Regions from separate parts of the Mus musculus genome. Here region 2 is linked to region 1. Evidence: chromatin contacts called from public HiChIP or PLAC-seq data. All regions are on one chromosome and are shown on one strand. The core of a region is the stretch at or near the end of the contact, and the rest is flanking DNA. Distances in the headings are between cores, read along the strand shown.

Region 1 (7,508 bases), core at 1,130-3,629:
AAATACCTCCTTAGGAAGTTGCTGCCTAGGGATTCCGGTACACATCAGGATGGATCTCACCCCTCCCGAGGAATGCCTGAGCAGACCCTAAATTTACTTGGCACTCACTGTATAATGCGAGGACACCTGCTTTGCGTTGTGTCAAAGTCTGTTCCTCTGGATAACAAGGAAATATTAGAGATGAAGCTTTTCTTCTGAAAGTGCTGTTAGCCTCCAGTATCAGGGCAATGGTGTCAGGACAGACAGGAGCCTGAAGCACAATTAGAGCAGCCACTAAAGACTTGGGGGCTCAAAGGAGAAAGTGGTTTTCTGCAGAGCTGGCTCTTTTCTAGCAATCTGTCCTAGAGTCTAGAATCTTGGGTTCTTGTTCTCTTGAGTTGCTCTCGCTTGCTGTCAATCTTTAATGTTACATTAAAATGCAGCATATCTGAAGTCCATGTAGTTACCCCGGCAGCTGCTGGGTGGCAGCAGACGTGCTCCAGCAGTGGTTAAGGAAAGTGCAGAAGGGCAGAGCTGCAAGATTCTCTGCACACTTACCTCTGTCCTGGTGGGACACACACACACACACACACACACACACACACACACACACATTCATGCATGCATGCACGCACGCAGGCACAGGGCAGAGACAAATGATAGCTAATTTTGAATTTTATAAAGAAATTGAGGACACTTGTTATGAAACAACCATCTAAACAGTAAATACTGGGACATCTTGAGTCTCTTTGTTGCTAGGCTGTGTAGGGTGTTTCCCACTACACTTACAGTTCTGTAAAGAGATGGGTTGTTTTCTTTACACATGAGTTCTCTGAGTTGCATCAAAGGAGAGGCACAGCCTTAGGCTCTAGGGTACAGAGTTGAAATGGCCCTGTTATGTTGAGGCTGTGCATCTTTCAGAACTGCTGATTCCTGGCTCCATTTAGGGTGATGGCTGCTGCAGCCGCAGCTGTACCCATAATGGTATATAACTGAAGCTCGTCCACATGCACATAAAACATAGTGGCCATCTTGCTCCTTCACTGAGGTCCCTCAGTTGTTATAAGCTGTTACAGGAATCTAGCAGAAAGGAACTGACTCTCCTGGCCATTGTGCTTGCATTTAGTTTGTTTGTTTGTTTTTTGCCATTTTTATTAGATCTTTGAGAATTTCACAAAACATATTCATCTCCCTCCCCCGACTCCTCCCAGACCTTTCCCACTCACCTAACTTTGTTTCCTCTTCATTAATTTAAACCCATCAAGTCCAATTTGCATTGCCATGTAGTCCTGGAAATGTGACTTTCCAGGGGACTGTGGTTGACCCACCAGGGGTTACAGCCTCAAAGAAAACTGTTTCATTACTTCTCTACATTATTGACCTATAAATCCTTTTCTCCCAATCATAATATTTGTGTCAGAAAAATTCTGGAGATAGAGGGACCCATAGAGACTATATAAGACCCAGAAGGGCAAAGCAACTTAGGTAAAATTACAGTTACAGAGACATAAACAACTGTGGGGCCCTGACTACTCAGGAAAACTCAGGCTTGGATCACAAAGCAAAGTGGCTTCACATACTGACTCTTATTTCTTGTCAGCCAATTCTCATCAGTAAAGACGGAAATTAATAACAGCATTTCAGGGATGTTGGTCAGTGTAAGCAGGTACTCTATTGGAAAGCCTAGTGGTTTGCTCATATGCAGTCTCTTGAATTTGGTTTGGACTCTTGGTGAGATCATGTGTTTTACAGTTTACAGCACAGTTAACCCTCCCCACCTGGTACAAGAGTACAACTCAGCCCTTGGTGGGAAAACAGTGCAAACAGTCCCTTCAGAATGTCTTCACGTCATAGGCTAACCAAGTTATAGCATGCTTTTCCCATATGTAGTTTAAGCATCTATTATTATGTTTGGGATATGCTTTGGCTTGTATTGCCAAACCTGTATAATTAAGTGTTATATTATAGTGGGCTCCACAGCATTGGGCAACGAAATGAATTCTGGCCTTGTAATCAGCTGAATTTTGTGCCAACTCTACAAGGCACTAGCTCTGTGATTGTACACGAATTTCCTTTCGAATCCATAAAGTGACAGTTCAAAAAAAAGAAAAAGGGGATATGACCGATTTTCAGATCTCATTTGCGGGGATTTTCTTCTGGGAATGCATCGGAGACTCCTACTGTCTGTGTAAGGTTTCATGTTGACTGCTGAGATCACTCTTCTAATCAAATCCGCTCAATCGTGGATGATTAAGATGATTTCCCAACCGCAGACCTCTCCTGCTCAAAGTTCTCTCTTTAAATTTACTGCCAGAGCTCAGTGGAGTTCAGTAGCCAGCTCAGATGCTGACAGACCTGGGAGACAGTACCGCCTCCTACAGGAAGGTGGCGCGAGAGACTCTTCTCATAGATCAACCAGGAGGCTAATGGCCTGGAATGGAATACTCACAGAATCAGTAAACTGGTGACCATTCAAAGCAGACTTCCCTTTTCGGGCATCCGGACTGTTAGTTGTCCAGCCTCAGAGGACTTCTGGTAAAACAGAATTGACTTGGGGAAGACTTTGCTTGTCATGATTTTCCCTGAGTGAAGTGGAAGTCAGCTTCTCTAAGAGTCGCCCTCCTCCCCCTTCTCTTCCTTATCTCCATGGAGTTAGGAGTCAGCCCATTAATTCAGTATCTATTCAGTTCTTGCAGTGTGCCAAGCATGCCAGAGCTGAGCTCTGGGGAGCAATGTGTGAAGTATTCGTTTTTCCGGGGCAAACGGTGAGATTGGAGAAGTATTAAGTATACGGCGTGTGGCAAATGCTGATACTTGTGACCCAGGTGGCACAGAAGGAGTGAAGGGGGCTCACTCAGAGGAGGCTACAGGAAGGATTCTCCAAAGATCCAGAATTTGAAAAATGTTCACTCTCTCCTTCATTTCAGTCCTCCTTGAGCTGATTATCCTGGTAGACAGTGACAAAGAGCACATTCTGGGGGGGGGGGGGGGGGGTCACACGAAGACTGGGGACACGAGTTCTCAACCCAGGCTTATTACTATTGTCCCTGCACAAAGATGGATGGAGGAGACGATCGGAATAGGTTGTTCAGTCCTTGCTGTCTAATTGGTCTCCGTCTCTCTTTCTTTTCCCCACTGATTAGCCTAGAAAAAAAAATCGCTATCTTTCCTAAGTGTTGGCTTTCTTAAAGTTCAGTGTACCCCATCTTCCATGACATAGACCTTTATTGGGGGGCCCTTAGCTTGTGGTTGAAATGTTCACAGTTCTTAACTGGAAAACACTGTTGAGAAAAGCCACAAAAATTGTGAACGTGCCCAGGCATATTGGAAGCTGCCCCCAAGGTCTTTCCATTGACCAGCACAAAGACTATGACGAAGGTGCTGTCTGCCCACTCCTATGTGGAAATCGTGTTGTGTTTGTCTAGAAGCCAGAAGGAAAAAAAATATATGTTGAAAATGGCCTGATGACAGCCTATTTTGAGATACAGATGCCTTGCTACTTCAAATCCTTTCTTGCAAAAATTCTTATAGTTGAAAGGTTTTCATTGGTCTGAAGTCCAAGGAAATGAGCGTCCTTCCTTATCTAATTTAGCTAGACTGACAGTTTGCCTGTAGCTATTGGGAAACAGAGGGCTACTCACAGCCATTGGAGTGAAACCTCTGGGATATGGGATACAGTTCCTAAGTTTGGCCACAGAAATGATTTTTTTCTTTAAAAATGCCCCAGAATGTAATTATATGTCTTTAAACTGGATGCATTTCCAGATCAACATCACTGTGGACTTGGGGTGGGCAGTTCTATATTTATAGAAGTTAAGCTTTGTGAGACTGATCTTTTTTTATTTTTTAGAGGTTCTCATGTGTAAAATATAGAAGGTGTTCTTCATTGAGGCATGGAACCTGATAGTATCACGCAGACTTCACCAGGCCCAAGGTGTTGAGGGTGTCTCAACCGGCTGTCCACTCAGGAAAATACTTAAATGAACTTAAAATAAAAAAAGAAAAGATCTATTTTTAGCTCAGTTTTTATAGTTTATGTCATCTCTTGGTCATGTCTTGAGGCCTGAGATGAGGCAGCCATGGCTGAAGTGTTTGATGAAGAAGTCTGCTCAGGTCATGGTCACCAGAAAGCAAAAAGAGGAGAGGCAAAGTTCAAGGTGGTGTCCCTGTAATCTAACTCCACCTTATTGGGTCCATCTCCAGAAAGTTCTAGTATGTCCAAGAACTGCTATAGGCTGTGGCCAAGCTTTTACCACATGGCCCTCCTGAGAACACTTAGCATCCATACCATAAGACAGGGCACAGAGTTTCTAGAATATTTTTGCTTAGCTTTGATCACTATTTTAATTTCTTCTTTGAAGAAAGAATACTATATTTTCTCAAGAATATAACTGGAAAATTTAGTGAATAGTGTATGTTGGAAACTGAAGTCATAGTTGACTCTTACAGTCATAGCCCATAAGTAGGTAATTTATCAAATATGTGCTAGGATGAAGGTGTTGTATGTGTGTATGTATGTCTTTTTATTACCCCAAGAAGAAAAGAACAGAAGGCCTGTGGGGAGATTCTGGGCCTTTTCCTTATTGGCTGTACTCCTCCGAATCAGCCTTGTTCTTGACAGCTTGACTAAGACATGAGGCAGCATGCATAGAAATACTATGCGAAGCCAAGTTCAAACACGTTCTTAAAAAAAAAAAAAAAAAAAAAAAAAAAGCATGCACAGCACGTGAATACATCTAAGTCGCTACTTCAGCTATTGAAGTGCTGTGGACCTAAGTGATACAGCCTTTGCTACTAATGATGCCTGGGGTAATAGCAGAGATAACTCAGGGATGTGGAAAAGTATGCTGTGAGGTACAAAGTGATTGTGGCAGTTGAGCTGAGTCCATACGCTGGCAACAATTAGCTATGATATACCCAAGAAACAGGAAGGAAACAAACAGACTATGGCATGGCCTTGGAGACTGGGTACAAATAGGTGATTGGAATTTGATGAACTTGGTTAGTAGAACAGGCTTCATTACCTGAAACATGGGGTGAGACTAAATCCACGCGGTGAGAGAGGGTAGAGCATCTCGGGAAATGGTGAGCTGATGGTGTTTTTTATGATGGATGCTCACTGCCCTCCCTCCCTCCCTCCCTCCCTCCCTCCCTCCCTCCCTCCCTCCCTTCCTTCCTTCCTTCCTTCCTTCCTTCCTTCCCCCATCTCCCCTTTGTGAGAAACATAATTACGTTGGTAGTTATGAGAGTTGGAGTGCCTTTTATTTAGGTAATGGTAGATAGTCTTGGAAATCTTCCTAGAGGAAGTAAGTTTTAGATATTGGAGAAGGACTTTCAAGTGGAGGGAAAGATAAATGCTGTTCCAATAAAGACTGCTGAACTCATTTGTGGAACTGATAAGATATGAATACTAGGAGGAATATTTGTGTGGAAAATAGCATAGCGGAGAGTCAGGGAGAGTGGGAGAGTTGGGAAGCCACCACGTTAGAAAGGTACTCAGGACTGAGTGTCTGACATATTAATAGAAATAGCACAGTAGTAGACTGGTGGCCTTATGGGAGAGGCATACCCCAGATCTTGACTTCATGCTGGAAGTGGAAGTAAGAATGAGAATTTCAGAAGAGGAAAAGGCACAAAAAATGTTAAAATAAATTAGACTGAAATTCTGGGATGGAAGCAAAATGCTTCTGGGAGAGATGTATATGTCAGGATAAACTGGACCAAGGGAATTGCACTGGATTTCATGGTAACAACAGTGCAACAGAAATTGTGCAACAGACATAAACAAATCATCCCATAAAATCATTCAATGGATGATTATGTTCATGTTTAGCTTAGTTATGGTATCAGGATGTTCCTCCAACACAACTGTCCAGATACTATCCCAAGATCTCTTTTAAGTATTGTTGGCTAAATGGATCTATTTGGGAAAGTTTAGGAGGCCGTGCATATTCACTGCAAAGTGTAAAGACCAGACACTCTTAAGAGTCCCCAGCCTTTTCCTTGGCTTGGCTCATGGCTCTTCTAAGTGAAACATTTGTGATTATTTATGATGACAGGCCTGACACTCTGCCTGAAATGTATACCTGCCCCCTGAAGCAATCTGCTTCCTTGGGAAGAGACCAGGGGAGGCAGGGTTTCACCAAAACAGCTCATTTTCATTTCTTTCTCCTTACTTTTGGTTCTTGGGTAAAATTGGTGAGTACTGGACCACATCTATATTTTTAATGGCCACCCCCCTGCCCCATGCTCTAGAGATGAATCATGGAAGCGTTCCCTCCCCCTTTCCTCCATATTACTTCATTTCTAACTCCATTTCTGTCTCCACTGTAATTGCAGCGTTGGGTGCGATGCTGCTTGAGAAGGAATTAGCTGAACTGTGGTGGTTTGGCAACAGAAAGGTAGAGAGGAAGCAACAGGGAACAGAAGGCCTGTGTGAAATGTGTAGTGTGTGGCTTTCTGCCCAACAAAGGCCACTTCCCCTACCATTTCCAGCTCTCCTGAGGCTTTTAAAGCATCAGGCATGGGATGGAGGTAAGTTCATATGGAATACTTACGCAGTCATAATTACCAGGCTATGAAGGAAGAACCTTAAACATACACATATAAACACACAGCACCTTATACTGTAAGGTCCCAGGGGAATTTCAAAACCACATGCATATTTCAAGAAAACAGTTTATCAGAGAGGTGGGGGGGAGAAACGGTGGGAGGGGATTTACATGGTCTAATAGGTAGGTGTCAGAATAACCACACATGGTAAGAATGAGGGAAAATATAAAGCACTACTGAATTTGAAGTCATGTTAAAATGCATTTTTCATTAATGACTCAAGACTCTACAAAAAAATGCATGTATCACTCATTAGAATTTTGCAGTGGGCAGACATTTATTTGTCCAACACAGGGCACAGGAGAATACATGGAGGGTTGAAATCTTTAAGTTTGAGATACCAATTTATCAATGAGCAAGATCTGTTGGAAAATATATAGCCAGCTTCAAGCCATAGCACCTGCAGAAACAAATGAGGAGTAGGACTTGGAGTAGCAGTCCATGGACGGAGTGCATTCTGCAGCTCCATCATCTAAGACCTTTGTTCTAGCTGCCATACTCACAATGGAACCTTCACTATCTCCTCAGGCACCCTGGCCCATGGCTGATGAGCTGTAATCCTCACAAGTTTTCAGGATGCAGAGGTGTAGCCTGAGGGTATCGTGCCCACTCTATAACCACACTTTGCCAAACCACACTTGGAAAGTCTGATGAGTTGGCCTTTCACATTTTCTTCCCCTTTGTCCTTTCATCATGCTGCTACCTAGAATGAGAGGGTGGACCTGAAGCTGGAACCCCATTGCCAGCTTTAGTCATCCTGCGGTCAGTGTTCTCAGGAAGATTGTCTATAGGATGAAATAAGATTCAAGGAACTAAACCAGAGATCTGGATGTGTTGGAGGTCAAGGGTGTTCTAGTCTGGAGGTCAGTAAAATTTACTCCCAAAGGAGATGATTCTAAACACATTAGACCTATGGA
Region 2 (7,310 bases), core at 3,929-6,428, 480 kb after region 1:
GGCAGCGAAAGAACTAAAAAGATGGGTAGATGAGGAAGAGGTGTGGACTTAGCACAGTACAGTCCTCTGTTTCCTTCATAAAAGGTATGCACAGAGCATCAGGAAATGTTATTTATAACAAAAGACACTAACAAAAACAGTGACAGTCGCTTATTTCTCCTCTTTTTAAAATCAAACAGAATGCATAAGCCGTCTTTCACACAGGGCCCCTGATACTCAGTAGTCAACCAAGACCTGGCTCAGTCAATGGGGTCAGTGACAAATGGAGGAGAGGTGGGTTGAATTCTAGTTGAATAAAATAAAATAACATAAGGCAGCCCTGGAGTTAAGAAAGCAGGCTTGTGAAAGAGAGAAGGATCCAGTTCCAAAGCCAGGAAACAGACTCTTGTCTGACAAACAATTCTGGGCAACAATTACTGGATTAGAAGTCAAAAGACCAGCTTTAAGTCCTGCCTCTTCTGTTTATCCCATGTCTGTATGCAGTCGTGCAAGCTTTCACAAATAGAAAAACATAAAAGGAGGCACCCACATTAGCTCTGACTATATCTTAGTGGATTCTTGGACGACAGTACATACAAATTCTGAGTCTGCAGGGAAACCCAACATTAACTAAAGAGCATCAAGATAAAACGTCAAAAAAATATCTTAGGAATTCAAAAAAAAAGTATTTAGAAGGTGGCTTCTGTAGAAATGAATAAAATATAGGCACTAAACTGTTGACGAAAAACATAATAAAGACAAGCCAACAGGCTAAGAGGAGAAGAGGCTGTTAAACGAGATGTAAATAGCATAAGGAATGGCATTATTTTTAATGCAGAAGAGTTAGATCAGTATCTGAGGTAAAATACCACAGAACTCACTGTGGGAAACCTTACACACAGGAGAGAACACAGCAGAGAGGCTCTCTCTCAAAATACTAACAAAAGGAAGAAACGTTCTCATGTCTCGAGACAGACAGTGAGGTGTGGATAAAAAGAAATGAATGGTTGGTGTTAATAAATGGGATAGAATAAGACCAGATTAGTCATCATGTTTTTAAGTTAAAACATAGGCACAGTACATTAAATTAATGATTTTTTTTTTCAGTACGTTTCAGTTTATTTAAAGGTTCATATACAAGGAAAAAGATCTCTCAAAGCCTAGCAGGAGGACTCTCTGGCCTAGACTTTTAGCCTTTGGTAGAAGTAAGACTCTGTTTGCAGTTGCTATGATTGTAAGCTGCTGGAACAAGTGAGTAAAGTTAGCAGGGTTCCACAGTACATGGTCAACCCAGAAAAATAAGTTATTTCAGAAAAGCATAAATTCATGTCTCCACAATAAGTTGTGTACATAATTTATCCCTAGCAGAGAAAACTGGAAATAAGGAAATGATAAATAGCAGAATTCCACAGCTAGATAAAATAGAATATGGCATATGCAAATCCATGCACACTATTCAACAGTATCACTAAAGGACATTGTGTAATGTTCTGCCAATTTGTGTGGAATTCCACGAATATGAAACTATATTGAGCGGAAAGCAAGCAGATGGTTGCTTGGAACTAGGGGTTGGAGGATAGGGTAGTCACAAAGGCAAAGAGTCTTTGAGAAGTGATGGGAGCTCTTCTCTATATAGAATGTGACTCTGATTATTCAACTCTGTACTCTTCAAAAGTCACCAAGTTAAACAGTTTAAAACTGCTAGAGTTTACAGAAAATGATATATCAGTAAAGCTGATTGATGAAAAAAATCTACGTGGAAAAAAAATTTAAATGAATAAATTAGGCTTTGGAGTTCAGAAACCTCAAGCCAGAGTTGAAGATCAAATTAGAGATTAATTTTGGAAATCCCAGAAACAAAGAATCATATTGAAAACACTGTATGTGTTCAAATTTTAGTTTTTGCCAACATGAATCACCATGGTGTTTAAAAATATTGACGTAAATCCACATCCCATTTTTGCTATCTTGTATAAATGTGGAAAGCAGGGAAAGATGACAAGTCTATTTGCTAAGGGATAAAGGAGGAAGCTAAGTCTGAGGGATTATTAATCACGATAGGTTAGAGAGACTGAGTTTAGAACCAGAAAGTCATACGGAAATCATGGTGTCATCAGGACTCATTTGCTAGCAGTGAAGGAAATGGAGGGATGGAGACTTGACTCTGCAAAGAAGGGTCTCTGCATTCCTACAGCTTCTGTACTGTGGGTCTTGGGTTCAACCAGATGCAGTCAATATAATACAGCTGGCCCTGGTCAGATGGTTTGATTTGGTCAAAGAGGAAACTCTGCAGCAGCACTGGAGAATATGGAAAGGTAGCATCCCAGATGTGGGGCTATCTGGAGATCTCTAAATTGCTCTGGCAGAACGTAGAGAACAAAGGGAAAAGCAGATCATACCAGATGAGGAACAGCACACTTGAATTGTGAGGGCAGACAGGTGATGTGCTTAAAGAGTTGGGTTGAAAAGTTTGAATCAGAAGCTGGAGAGGTGGCTTAGAGGCTACATGGTTAAGAGGACATATTGCTCTTGCAGACAACCTTGATACTGGTTTCTAGAACCCACATGGCATTTCACAACCATCTGTAGCTCATTACAGGGGAATTGAACTTCTTCTGATTTCTGCAGGTGGTACACATACATATGTACAAGCAAAACACACACATACACATAGAAAAACAGGAAGGAAGGACAGAAGGAAAAAAGGGAGGAAGAAAGAGAAAGAAAGAGAAGGAAGAGAAAGAAAGAGAAAAAAGAAAGAGAGAAAGAGAGAGAAAGAGAGAGAAAGGAAGGAAGGAAGAGAAGAGAAGAGAAGATAAGATAAGAGAAGAGAAGAGAAGAGAAGAAGGAGGAGAAGGAGAAGGAGAATAGAAGGAGAAGGAGAAGGAGAAGGAGAAGGAGAAGGAGAAGGAGAAGGAGAAGGAGAAGGAGAAGGAGAAGGAGAAGGAGAAGGAGAAGGAGAAGAAGAAGAAGAAGAAGAAGAAGAAGAAGAAAAGAGAGAGTGTGTGTTTCTATTATGCTGTTGGAAGAACAGTAGAAAAGAGCTGGGCTTTAAGAGAGATGAGAATTGGGTAGGCCAGATTGCAAAGTTCCTTATCGAGTCCTTAGCAAGTCATGTTAGAAGAGACTTTGCTACCCTTGCCTTCCTCAGAGCCATAAGGCCACCAGTACTGACAGAAAGCCCAAATAGCCTTCCTCCTAGCCCAGAGTTTTTTCAAAACTTGCTTTCTTTGTGCAAGCACTGCAGTCAATGAATAATATCCTCTATGTTATCAGAAAATAACCCTTTTGAGCTCCAGGGCAATGACACTGGCAGTTGTATACATTTGAAGGTCATTCATAGAAGATCCCTGATGCAGTACATTAGAAACGAGTCAAAGTCCATTTTCCCCCTTTCACAAGAGAATAGAAAGATGAACTATTGTTACAGGAAAATGATGTGGAGCTGTGCAATACCTGTGTGTCGTCAGGCAAGGCTTTTCTTTGCCTTAATTTTCTTATCTATTAAATAGATGATAATGATAATGATGATGGTGATGATGATGGTGGTGATGATGATGATAATGATAGAGGTCCATTATCTCTTATCTGCAGTTCTGAATTCAAATAGCTCTAAAAAGGAAACATGGTTTTCATCTGTTTTAATTTTCTAAGTTTGTAGGACAATCATCTGTAGATTAAATTCAACCCAAATTCAGAGGCTTAGAAGTCACTCCCTGGTCCGAACGGATGTCGATGGTTTCTGCAGAGATGCTGGCATAGGTCATAGAGTGCAGGATTTATTCCTTGTGGCTGGTGTTCATGATAAACACTTCATGAACTTTCTTCCCTTTGTAATACCTGAACAGCTCTGGATACTGAATCCTCTGGCCCCAGGGACTCAGATAAGAGACCAGTAATCCCTTCCTCATAGTTTTGAGAAGAGATTCACTTTCTAATAACAGTATTCATTATTGAAAGTCAAAAGATAGATTGCCAACCTGCACCCCCAAAGATGAATAAGGGTCTGTGGTTGACAAAGCTGCAACTTTGCCTTCCCTGCCTGCCCTCCCTCCCTCCCTCCCTCCCTCCCTCCCTCCCTCCCTCCCTCCCTCCCTTATTTCCTTCTTTCTCTTTCTTTTTTGAGGGAATGTCTTTGTTTGTTTGTTTGTTTGTTTGTTTGTTTTGTTTTAAAACAATTGTATCACCTATCCCAGGCCAGCCTCAAATTTGCTCTGTAATCAAGGATGACGTTAAAGTCTTGATCTTCCTACAGTGACTTCACATTCAGTTTCTATGTTGTTAGGGAGTTAGACCAGGCAACCAACTGATGTGGACCCCAGCCCCGGAACTCCTTTTTAGTATTATTTTGGACACTTTAGTCTTTGCGGCTCGGTTTATAGTACATTAATTACTGCAGTGGATTGTCAGTGTCAGGAACCTGCCCTGTTCTGAACATTCATTGTTTTTCCTCACAGCCCTCCAATGCTTACGAGGAGACTTTGGTTACCTTCGGTTGTTAGCTGACAGGTTTATTTACTTTTTCACGTTTCCTAAGGTTCATAATGTTTTCTGTAACACTCGAAAGGGTTACATAAAGTATTTCGTGCAACTAAAACACAAATAGATATGCAGACTTCTTTGGTGCTCTGCATGGACGCGAGTTCTTAATAGGCCCTAACACAGCATTTCTGTAAAGTCATCATTTTAGAACACAAGAGCAAGAATATCCATCTACATTCCATTCAGCCTTTCCCAAGAAGAAACTTCTTGTGGTTGGATTTTTTTTTTTTTTTTTTTTTTGGCACACTTCCTTTACTTCAAGCTATGAAAAACCTTTTTACTGTGTTTAATCCCTGGCCTGTGGGCATGAAGGGCTGATTTCGCAATACTGTCCCAGCACTAAGAAATTTTAACTGAAAGTTTCATACGCTGAAATGCTCAGAAGAAAACCAAGTGTTATTTAAATAAATATTCTGTTTCAAAACGAAGCAATACAGCACATTTAAATGGGATTTTTTTTTTTTAAAGTAGGTGTTGTCCTTTAGTCAGATTTGGGGTGGGTCATATAAAAAATGAATCTCTTTGTGGTTCGGGCTCTGTCCTTGTGTCTCTTTCTCTCTGGGAGGAGGATGCTGCCAGCTTAGGCCCGCAACCTGTGTCCCTGTTTACCCTTGTTTGGATATGTGTTACTAGGTGCCCACTCTTGGCTGTGATTTCTAGTGCCTGGGTGGTTTTACCTCAGCATTGGAGTGAGCAGGAAAGCGACCACAAGGCACTGGTCCAGGAAGCTAGGGTGATAAGGTTTAACATGCAAAGACAATCAGAAAAACAAAGTTTCCACTCTGATTCTGAGGTAGCCAGAGGAGGCAACACAGGATAGAACTTTTCCTCTTAGATCTTTGGCATTTTTCACCAGATGTTGTCAGTTCTAAACCAGCTGATCCCCAGGGAATGTACCCCTGAAGACAAATAAGTATTAAGGAACAATTTCCTCACATGGTATATGACATATCTGTACAGCTGCCTCCCTTCAGAACCATGAGTAGCTGCTTCCTAATCCACTGGCCATTTCAGGTAGAAGACAGATGCTTCTCTCTGGGTTCTGTGTGTGGTCTCTCTCACAGCAGAACCACACAGTAAGTTGAGAACTTAGGGGCAGCTCTTGTGGTGCGGTGCTTACCTGTGAATCTCCTCAGTCATTGCCAGATAGCCCATCTTAAAAACAAGTTTCATGAACTCTAATTCCTATGACTCTCTTATAAGGACAAGGGAAATTATAGTCATCTAACCAGAAAGCTTGAAGCATTGTTTCCTGTTTATTTCTGGTACCCTGGTAAAGTTGTTCATAGTGTTATTATGTTCACTGATAATTTTATCCTAGAACTTCATACAGTGTTTTAATCATATACATTTCCCCTACCCCACCTTCCCCCAGATCAACCCAACTACCCAACTTCCTATCCCTCCTCCCTTCCATTAACATAGCAAGAAGTGTCAATTTGATTAATAGATATAGCTTTCTATTACAAAGTTGACATGTGCCACGTTTGTACAAGCCAGAACTTAGCATATGGCTAGAAGGGCCTTCAAAAGTGGTTGTGTTTTTCTCCTTCTGATTTGAAATATTATCTCATATTGGTTCTTTCCCCCTTCCTGTGGGGCCCTCTCTTCTCTAAGCAGTATTCCACCGAACTGAAGAAGCTGTACTGCCAGATTGCGAAGACATGCCCCATCCAGATCAAGGTGATGACCCCACCCCCACAGGGCGCTGTTATCCGTGCCATGCCTGTCTACAAGAAAGCTGAGCATGTCACCGAGGTTGTGAAACGATGCCCTAACCATGAGCTGAGCCGTGAGTTCAATGAGGGTAAGGCCATTGAGTTTTCTGGGATTCTTTTCCTCTCCACTCACTCAAGCTCTTTGATGGCAAAGAGGCTGGTTCTGATTTTAGGCTAAAAATAATGGTAAATAAATTTGTGGCCTTCACAGTAATTTAATTACTTATTAATTTCCTTTCCCAGATGTGAGTTTATAACTATACTCGAGTTGGGGTTGTTATGTCTGTCATAGCCTTTGTCTTGGGTGCCTTTCCCAGAGTGATCTTTCAAGTTTAGAGGAATGGGAGGCTCGGGAAGACCAAAAGAAGGAGCATTAAAGAATCAATGGAATGAACAAATGGAAAAGCAAAAGGAGAGAAAAAAGAATAAAATTTGAGATGGCAAACAATGAGTAAATAAAAAGAAAGCAAATGGATAGTGGAAAGGAAGACAGGTGTCTGGGAGAGGCCTTGGGGACCTTTTAAAAGTTCTGTATCCATGTATCATCTATACCAGACTCCTGAGCCCCAAATCCAACAACAGTGTTATAGAAGAGGTGAGAGCTTCCAAGGGTTGAAGTAGGTTTTGCATAAGGATTCCATGAAGGAAAGGGAAGCAATGCGCACTGGAAGCAGAAAGGAATCTTCAGAGTGTTGGAAGTACAGAATGGGTTGTAAGTTAGAATGGTTTCCAGAAAATGCCAAAAGCATAGATGTCAGGAAGTAGAGGATGTCAGAATCTAGGACACTGGCGAGACCACATGAAAATTTCATGGAGGGCGAAAGGGGTAAAGATTTAGAAGATAAAAATGGAACCAAACATCTCTGACAGATTTACACATTAATTTTTATCCACATTTTGTGTCCTGCTTTGTGCTTAACAATATACCATAAAGAATATTCCATACATGCAGAATTTATCCTCCGTTTGCCTAAATGCCCATGTTTCATCAAAATGACAATATTTTTGGAGGTTTTCTTCATTTTTCACATGATATTGTTTCAATCAAAATAAACAGCGCTGCAGCGAATA

The links. HiChIP or PLAC-seq counts read pairs in DNA pulled down with a chosen protein or histone mark.
Region 2: a CTCF HiChIP or PLAC-seq map of the NIH/3T3 cell line shows a contact between it and region 1, with 7 read pairs. The contact joins two enhancer-like sites. A contact is called at or near these places in 5 of 15 datasets of contacts at CTCF or cohesin (the NIH/3T3 cell line, embryonic stem cells, pro-B cells and 1 more), 10 of 484 Hi-C or Micro-C datasets (3T3-L1-derived adipocytes, the AML12 cell line, B cells and 7 more), 4 of 115 datasets of contacts at active chromatin or transcription factors (astrocytes, embryonic stem cells, kidney and 1 more) and 1 of 9 other capture datasets (embryonic stem cells).

What each region holds. Positions count from the first base shown.
Region 1 is chr16:25,374,517-25,382,024 of GRCm38.p6, forward strand. All of the region lies in intron 4 of Tprg (transformation related protein 63 regulated), which reads left to right. Among named protein-coding and RNA genes, the nearest start is that of Tprg, 91 kb to the left of the region's middle. Within about 2 kb of position 2,380, at least 33 of the 459 cell types and tissues checked have an H3K27ac peak or open chromatin away from gene starts, as enhancers often do. A contact at or near this core is called in the NIH/3T3 cell line, where this site is marked.
Region 2 is chr16:25,856,138-25,863,447 of GRCm38.p6, forward strand. Trp63 (transformation related protein 63) reads left to right here. Exons shown (of 14, transcript NM_001127259.1): 5 at 6,142-6,328. Among named protein-coding and RNA genes, the nearest start is that of Gm24928, 160 kb to the left of the region's middle. Within about 2 kb of position 5,179, at least 34 of the 459 cell types and tissues checked have an H3K27ac peak or open chromatin away from gene starts, as enhancers often do. A contact at or near this core is called in the NIH/3T3 cell line, where this site is marked.